Linked DNA regions of Mus musculus: all the other regions are linked to region 2. Evidence: chromatin contacts called from public Hi-C data. All regions are on one chromosome and are shown on one strand. Each heading gives the region's core, a stretch centred on a gene start, on an enhancer-like site or on the middle of the called end of the contact. The rest is flanking DNA. Distances are from core to core; before and after follow the strand shown.

The links. A called contact is a pair of places that touch in the nucleus more often than the background predicts.
Region 1: a Hi-C map of the N1E-115 cell line shows a contact between it and region 2, with 2.4 times the contacts expected there. The contact joins two enhancer-like sites. A contact is called at or near these places in 4 of 484 Hi-C or Micro-C datasets (the C2C12 cell line, the N1E-115 cell line, brown adipocytes and 1 more) and 1 of 9 other capture datasets (embryonic stem cells).
Region 3: a contact with region 2 is called in a Hi-C map of pancreatic cancer cells, with 4 times the contacts expected there. The contact joins two enhancer-like sites. A contact is called at or near these places in 8 of 39 promoter capture datasets (the 3T3-L1 cell line, 3T3-L1-derived adipocytes, embryonic stem cells and 4 more), 37 of 484 Hi-C or Micro-C datasets (the C2C12 cell line, the N1E-115 cell line, adipose-derived mesenchymal stem cells and 21 more) and 3 of 115 datasets of contacts at active chromatin or transcription factors (a beta-TC-6 cell line, bone marrow-derived dendritic cells and heart atrium).

The regions. Positions count from the first base shown.
Region 1 is chr2:124,244,440-124,247,402 of GRCm38.p6, reverse strand. It overlaps a transcript of Sema6d not described here. Among named protein-coding and RNA genes, the nearest start is that of 4930583P06Rik, 24 kb to the right of the region's middle. Within about 2 kb of position 1,377, at least 10 of the 459 cell types and tissues checked have an H3K27ac peak or open chromatin away from gene starts, as enhancers often do. A contact at or near this core is called in the N1E-115 cell line, where this site is marked.
Region 2 is chr2:124,099,695-124,102,417 of GRCm38.p6, reverse strand. It overlaps a transcript of Sema6d not described here. Among named protein-coding and RNA genes, the nearest start is that of 4930517E11Rik, 29 kb to the left of the region's middle. Within about 2 kb of position 1,312, at least 22 of the 459 cell types and tissues checked have an H3K27ac peak or open chromatin away from gene starts, as enhancers often do. A contact at or near this core is called in the N1E-115 cell line and pancreatic cancer cells, where this site is marked.
Region 3 is chr2:124,325,233-124,327,940 of GRCm38.p6, reverse strand. It overlaps a transcript of Sema6d not described here. Among named protein-coding and RNA genes, the nearest start is that of 4930583P06Rik, 100 kb to the right of the region's middle. Within about 2 kb of position 1,265, at least 4 of the 459 cell types and tissues checked have an H3K27ac peak or open chromatin away from gene starts, as enhancers often do. A contact at or near this core is called in pancreatic cancer cells, where this site is marked.

The sequences.
Region 1 (2,963 bases), core at 128-2,627, 140 kb before region 2:
TTTCATGTCTCCGGTTGTGAGAGCTACTGATAATTAAAATTTCTCTGCACACTAACAGTTTGTTTTAAAAAAATCATATTCAAAATCTATGCCTTAAACATCTCAAGTGTGGTTCTTATATCTCCAAGCATGTGCTTTTCCAAAGCTAGGCAGTTCTTAGGATAATACGCGTGCTTTTCTAGGGCAAAGGCTGCTGCGTCTGTTTTTAAGCTTCCTCCTGTGGTGACGGCTGAATTATATACACTGAGATTCATCCAGACTTCTTAACTGACCTACTACCTTAGACACTAAACTGAATAGATTAAATAAACACATTCTTATTCACAGTTATATTCTTTCTTTGCAAGTTGCAGTTTGGAAAAAGACAGAAGCCATTTTCTAATACACCATTCCTATACTATTAAAATTTGGTCAGAGAAATGCAAAAATTTAAGATAATTAAGTTTAAGGTAAGTATGTTAGAAAGTGTTTTTAATTCCTTGTTCTAATTATCTGGTTCATTTTAGGCTTCATACATTCCATGGTCTAAAAGTACACTAGACATTACATTCTTGGTTACAGTTATCAAAAACAACTCTTCCAAGTAAGTTGTACTCTTTCTATCTTTTAAAAACAAAATCTCTGGGGCTACTAAGAGACTTGGTGAATACACATGCCTGCAGTCAAATCTGGTGGCCTGACCCCACACATGACAGGAGAACTTAATTCCCCAAGATATACCCACTCACACATGATAAATAAATAAATAAATAAATAAATAAAATAAGCAATGAAAATTCAAGCAGAAATAGTTGTATAAGAAAATGAACAGCGTGTTTTCTTGTATCATCCATACTAAGCAACTTACCTTGACAGTCAGTCACTGTTATCATGGCTTCTTTAATGACCAGCACACCAGGAGGTAGGGTAGACCTGACAACTGGGATATGAATAGCACATTAAATTCTATGATGTCAGAGCAGAGTTTCCTGCTGACCATGTCTTCTGTTAATCATATAGTTGTATTATATAAAATCTAAAATTTAACCAGGTCTGGATGCATTGAAGAGATGTATCTTTCCAAATCCTACCCCACTGAAGAGCACATCATAGCAGGTGATGGGGCCAGGGTCTGTATTTAATCCTTATGGAGTGCACAGTCCGACTTGAAGTGAGCTAACAGTAACCAGAGCGCTGGGAGTGGCTTCCAAGCTGGTGTGCTGGGATTCTTCAGAAGCCCTTTAGATTATCATGAAAGTTCTGAGATTGAGAAGAAAAACTGTGTGGCCACAGTTTTGAATGCTGCTGCAGAGCACAGTTCTCAGGGACAATACCCCAATCAGCCTGACAGACAGACAGACAGACAGACAGACAGACAACAGATATGTTCAGGAAATCCCACTTATCTCTGACATTGATAGAGACAGTCTGATGTTTACAAAGCAGGTGAAAGAAAACCAGCTTTTGTTTTAAGCAGTTTCTTGAGTGGCTATTCTTTGTTGGAGACACTGATTTTATACAGAGATAGATGTGTGTGTGTGTCTGTCTTTTCCCCCCACCGATTGAGCAAGGCTTCCCCATGTGGAGAGATTTCTTATCCTTCCATGTGGCCTCACCATTCCTGCCCACCCAGGACTCCTGTGCTAGGATTCTGAAGTCCCTTGCAGTTCCCCATCCCAAACACCACCCTCTGCTTCTCTTCTTGCAGCAGAGTCACTCAGCAGTATGACAGCAATCACTTCTTATTTCCATCCAGTTGCATTACTGGGAATTACTGAATTTCCCCCATGAGGCCACTTGGGCCCATTTCCTGATGGCTCCAATCTGACAGCCAACCCCTGAAATCATTTCATGTTATTAAGAAATAAATTTATTATCACTGAATAAGTTATATATTTGATTCAAAGTTCAGGCTAAATGGAAAATTAGATTATTACTATCTTCCTGCAAAGATTTTATTATTAATTTGTTCATCTGAAATTTAATAATTTCAGGCAAGTCAAATAAATTATTTACGATTGTATTTTACCCCAAGATACAAATCCTGCATATCCCTAGGCTTTCAATTTCTCTTCATATATTGATACTTTGGAAGTTGAATTGCAGAAGGCAAAAGAAATATAGTAGAAAGTAAGGTCACTGATCATCAGAGATCAGGAACCAATTACTATTTTAAGACCGGGTGTTTGTTTAAATTATCACTGTAATAGAGAAACAATAGATGACTTCATATCTAAATCATGCCCCTGATTCCATCATGGGAGAAACCAGAAGCTGTTTAATTTCTGAGTCACATATCCACAAGGGGTCAACAGAGGAATTTGTGGGGACTGCTGTTATTTAACATATTTTACCTCACAGCAAGGCAGGCACCTTTTAAGTACACATTTCTGCCCATCTCCACAGCAACAAGTAACCTAATAGAGAGCCACTCTCCCCCGATTCCATTGTCTGTGGAGAGTTGTTTATCTTTCTTTAGCAAGCTCTGCAGAAAGAAGAGCAGTTTTCCAAAACTCAGATGAACAATTTGGGCTTACGAAGTAGCATTTTGGTTTTCTCACAGTAGCAATTTTAGGCGACACCAGTGCTTGGCCAGAAAGCTGAACACAAGTTATAAACAACCATTCATATAACCACTGGGTGGACATTGTGATGGAGCCAACTTTTCTGTGCAACATCTCCATTGTGAAACCAGTTTGGCATTTGGTTTGTAAAAGGAGAAGGCAGACTGAGTGTGTGGGTCAGGGGGCAGTGGGGGTGCTGATGTGGACTTCTGGCTGTGCTCAGTAGACTGGCATGAGGTAGTCAGCTGAATTAGCTATATTCAAATGCAGGTCAGTTGGGATAATAAAAGGAAGTTAGGAGAAGTTACTTGGTAGGTAACATCAAAGGAAGAGCAGAAGAGATCTGAATGAGGGAACTGAGCAGAGTATGCAAATCTTGGAATGTAATATCCATGTGTTCCATTGTCTACTAAGCCTGTG
Region 2 (2,723 bases), core at 63-2,562:
TGTCACAAAATGACAAGACACAATTATAATACTTAAATTAAAAATTCACAAAAAGACAGATAGATTAACATCCCAGTCAATGGCTACAACCTAACTTGAAAAGAGAAGTGGAGAGGCCCATCCCTGCCATTCTCCTAATGGTTCACTACACTATCAGCTTTCAGAGACCAAATTCACTGTCGGCTAATGGTGAGTCAGTAAAGCTAGGTTTTTTCCACATCTAGAATCTAAGGTTCTGTATAGAACACAAGCTTATATGCTCTTACAAGCTGCCTTGAGAGAATGTTTTATGGCAGGGGATCAAATCTCACAGGGGTAGAGAACAATGGTTCTCAGAAGTTATCTAGAAGATTCCGTTGAAGATGCTACTAACCATGGCCCAAAGCCAACCACAGGTGACTTATAAGTCTAAACCACTGCAAATCAAAGCGCGAATTTGGCCACACTGACAGAGAAAAGCTTTCTAAACTCGTAAGTGACTTTTTTTTCCCCCTCAACAGTGCTAAGATCTACTATATCCTATTCATGTGTCGTTTTCCAGCATTTAGTATCTGGCACTTTTCCCAGTTACTAAAAATTCTCATGAAAAGAAGCAGCCACACAAATGCAAGCTGACAAGCCTAAGATCCTTTGTTGGTTTTCTTCCATAATTGATATTACATGTATATTTAGAATACACGGACACTGCAGCCCTGTGCCAGCCGCTCATTCTAACGTCTTTCACATTCTCTTGAATTGTGTGCAACTTCAGCAGTTTCTAATCATCTTACTTTTAAATACCTCTGCTTACAATATGAAAAGGCTTACAGCTTCATTTAAATTAAGACATTCCACATAGCTCTGCCTGCATTCTTTCAAAATACTCAGTCAATTAACATAAGCTACCTTCTAGAGAGGATTTGCTTTAAGTCAGGTGGAAAGAAATATTATTTCAGAACCAAAGAAGAACAAAGCCATGAAATAGATAGAAGATCAAATAATGGAATAAATTGTAAGCTTGTTTAAGTTCCTCATATTTTAAGAGAAAGTATATATATGCTTTTAAAGTGTTCTCCTATAGATTGCTTCTGGGCAGATACAGTCTGCCAGGACAGCTCTAAAGGGGACAAAATATCCAAAATATGGCAGCTTTTTTCAATCAAATGACAGCCCAAAAAGTCTCTGCAGATTCCAAAATACTGCAGGCTCAATCACCCTAGGGTGCAGTGAGCTGAAGCGCAGTTCATCATTCCCAGGGAATTAAATGTGCTGAGAAACAGTCCTGAGTCTGGCAATGTTAAAAATGGTTGAAACCAGAGCATGTCTAACAGCGGGGCCAGGCTGCCACCTGGAGGGCGGCAGGAAACACAGCTCCACGAACGCCAGTCTGTTCCCAACAGTCAAAGAGACCCTTCGGGCTGAGCTAAGCCCCCCATTCTGTTTTACTACTTGACAAAAAAGCTGAGCCTTTCTGTCCCATGGCTCATTGATTAGTGGACCACGTGGAGGCAGCGGCACTAGGTGAAGCCAAGTGTGCCACAGTCTTTCCTTCTTTCCAGACTCAAGGCTGGGGAGGCTCACCCTTGAGCACATCTTTTGTCTCATCCACCCACTTTATTGGTCATTGTTGTGGGTCTTATGTGTCATTTTAGAAACAGAAATATCAGGTCACTTTTCAAAATGTCTAGACTCTTCACGAAGCACTACATACAAGGAAAGAGAAAGCCACACCTTCAAGGTGTGTTGTTCACACAAAGTGAGCACTGGGTATTGTGTGGAGCTCCAATTCAGTCAGGATCACACAGAGAAAAAGACAGAAAGAACACCTGCTGTAGGGGGACAATTCTTTAGTGGCTGTTGAAATCCGATGGGTCAAATCCCTAATCCCCATAAAAGTATGATGTACACATGGGTGCTGTGTACAATATTTTTCCAATGTCCATTTTTTTCTTACATAGGAAAATACAGTAACTACCCCATCTTATCACATTGTGGAGGAGACTGAAATTATACTAATCAACAAGTAAAGATGGTATATAACTCTTAATACAAGCTTTTTGAAAATTAGACTTATCCAGATAGGAAAAAGAGGCAGGACACAGAATACCAACTGCCCAACTGCCAAGTCAGGCAAGAGAGAAAACACTGAGTCAGGAGATGCTCCAGGGCAAGCTGTCACCCTGGGCTGTCACCCTGGGCTATCACTGTGGGCTTCACTTCTTTCAGAAGTCTACACCCACCTATTTCCCTTCCTCTGCTTCTTGCTCTTTCTTTTCACAATGTTTGATCATTACTCAAAAGAAAGTATAGTACTTACTTCCAAAATAGTAAAGACATTTGTTTTGGTTTGGGTTTTTAGTTTCAACTAATTCACAACCTAAAAATAATTGTTTGGGGAAATAGGATTCTGGAAATAATTCTACTGTCCTATTGCATTTCCTCCGGGTAACCCAGCAGAGAGAACATTGGGCCTCTGAGAAGATGCAGGTGAGTACCAATTGGTCCCTACTGGATGTGCTGTTAGTCAGAGAGCTGTAGTGACACCTCCTGGCAAGACCAAAAGAGCACTGCCTTCCATAAAACTGTATTGTCACAACTTTATGATCAGAAACAATGAAGAAAATATATTTTCCCACATGTACTGTTCCTTGAAAGAAAAAAAGTCCATCTGTAGAGAGACACAGTCACAATACTCATATCCATGTTTGAATGGCTTCCATTTAAAAAAAAAACAGCTGAGTCCA
Region 3 (2,708 bases), core at 16-2,515, 230 kb before region 2:
GGATAATTAGGGTTCAGGATACATTCTTTTTAAATTGAAAATAGTTATTTTCATACAATATACTCTGATTATGGTTTCCCTTCCCCCAACTCCCCCCACTCCATTCTCCCTTCCCACGCAAATGCACATTCTTTCTGGCTTTTCTGTTATGTAGAGTAGATTGAGGTTTTCCAGTAGATGAGATGTAACAAAAGAGAGGTGAGTGTGGAATTCCAAACGTTTATATCTGAGCATGTGGAAGGTCACTTTGAGTAAGTGAAGTCAAATAATTCATTTCACACAATCAAAAATTACAGCCATATACAGGAGTCCTGGAAGAGGAAGGCTCTTCCAGACACCTGCCCGTCTCATTTATCCAACATTGTCAGAACTATAAGTACAAGGAGTTCACCAAGGGAAGAGGCTTTCTGTGAAAGGGCCAGAAGACTTGACATTTATAGAGGTTGTTTATGATATTTTAAATGACAGGAGGAAAGGAAGAAGGGATAGATGAGGAGTGTTTCTTAGAAGAAAAACCAGGCTAACATTTTGACTTCCATCTCACTTCTAGGTAAAATAAATGTATAATTACAGTAAATTAGCAGAGTCTTATTGCACAGACACAAACTCAGGCAGATCCAAGTTGTGAAGGACTCTTGACGTTGGGTCCCTTAAGGGGGAATCACAATGTTAGGAGCCTGCCTTTATCTGACCTTGGTATCTAATATAAGACCTCACTTCTCTTTTCAAGTCGAGTGAGGCAGACAGTGCTTGGCTGTTTTGTTACTTTCAGATTGCTTTGGGTAGAAAATGATTTGGGATGAAGAAATGGGGTTGATAGCATTCTAACAAGTGTTCAGAGAGAAAGTTACAAAAAATATTCCAAGTCACACTGGGGCTGAACATTTAGCAAAGGTGCTGACAAACTTGTAGATGACTAGTAACTACTGATAGTCATCAACATTGGCACTCTATCTTTGGGGTAAGCAATGGAATCTTTTTGTCAGTTTGTTAGAGGGCGCCATACAGCCAAACTCTCATTAACGGGGACCATGTGATCATTCTTTCCACAGTCATCTTTTACCTCATAAGATTCAAAATGATTAATTTCCATTTTAGATAAGCATTTCAAATATACATTAGTCACTAGTCACTTACAGTCCATTAAAGCTTTACAAATAACATCTGTATTAGTCAGAAGGGCTAATGGTGATATGGTAACCAGCCACAAAGATCTACATCAGTCAAATCTCCATTCTATTTCTCTTTCTCTTGGGAAGAAAGAAGTCTCCATCTTTGAGTCACTTGGTGTGTCCACTGTCCTGGGCAATCTGTAGATGAGAGCCTGGTACAAGGAGTATGGCTTCCCTCCTCAGCCTCCAAGTGGCTCATGCCATGTTTTTTTTTTTTTTAATCATAGCTAAGAACTTATCCTATTACCTCTATAAGATGTAAAACTAATGGGAAGTTGAGACATGAATCACGAGTATGTGCCTTTCTCAGTTTGTTGTTGTTGTTAATTTGAAATTTTTAATTTTTTTCTGTGTGTATGTGTGTGTGTTGGAATGTGGGTACCAATGAAGGCCAGAAGAGCCAGAATATATCTTCTTTTTCTCTTACTGGTGTTATCAAACACCATGACCAAAGCAATTATTGGAGGGTTTATTTGGTTGTATAGTTCCAGATGGATAAGAATTAAAAAGGAGAAGGAAGCACAGTGGTATGGCAGGAACTGAATGCTGAGAGCTCATGCCTTGAAATGCAAGCAGAGTAGAGAGAAAGAAGAGGTGGGAGGTGGAAAGGGGGGATGGGAGAAGGGGAGAGAAGAGAAGGGGGAAAGAGAGGGGGAAGGAAGGGGAAAGGAAGAGATGGGAAGAGAAGAGAAAGGAGGAGAGTGGAGGAGAAGAAAGGAGAGGAGAGAGGAGGCAAGGAGAGGGGAGGGGAAGAGAGGAGAGGAGCAGAGAGGGGAGAAGAGGACAAGGGGAGTTGGGCAGTGGGAGGGGAGGAGAGGAGAAGAGAGAATAATCTGGAAATGACATGAGTTTTAAGTCTTCAGAGTCCACTTCCAGTGACATATATCCTAAAACAATGTCACACATCCTAAACCTCTCTAAACAGCACGACCAACAGGGAGCTAAATGTTCAAATATGGTAGCCAATGGGGGACATTCTCATTCAAACCATTATGACTAGTAATGAGAGTTACAGCACATTGTGGACAATCTGACATAGGTGCTAGGACTTAAACATGAACTATCTGGAAGAACAGCAAGCCCTCCTAAATGCAGAGTCACCTCTTTAAATCTTACTATTTTTAAAGAAAGAAAATTGAAATGAGACACACTAGAAATTAAGGCCTTAGTGATGTAAAATATGACTTTTCATTAAACAGCACGTGGAAGTCCCTTGATCACTACTTTAAAGCCCCCTCTCAATTATCAATGACTGTCAGATCTACTCAGTCTAGTCAGTAGTGCCTTTGCTTAGAAAGAGCTTGGAATAAATCTTGCATCTCTCAAATGACAGATTAGGATAAATCCCAACAGATTTAGTGTTGTGAGCTTCCAGCATGTAGGCACTTTGGCCTTCCTTTAGTCAAAAATCAGAAGGAAATGAGCCTAGCCCTGATGGACAGAAAGTATGTATGGTCAGCCTTACATATGCAGCTCAGAGTTTCTTCCAAGGTGACTCAAGACTGTACAGTACCAGGCACAGGGGAGTGAGGTGCC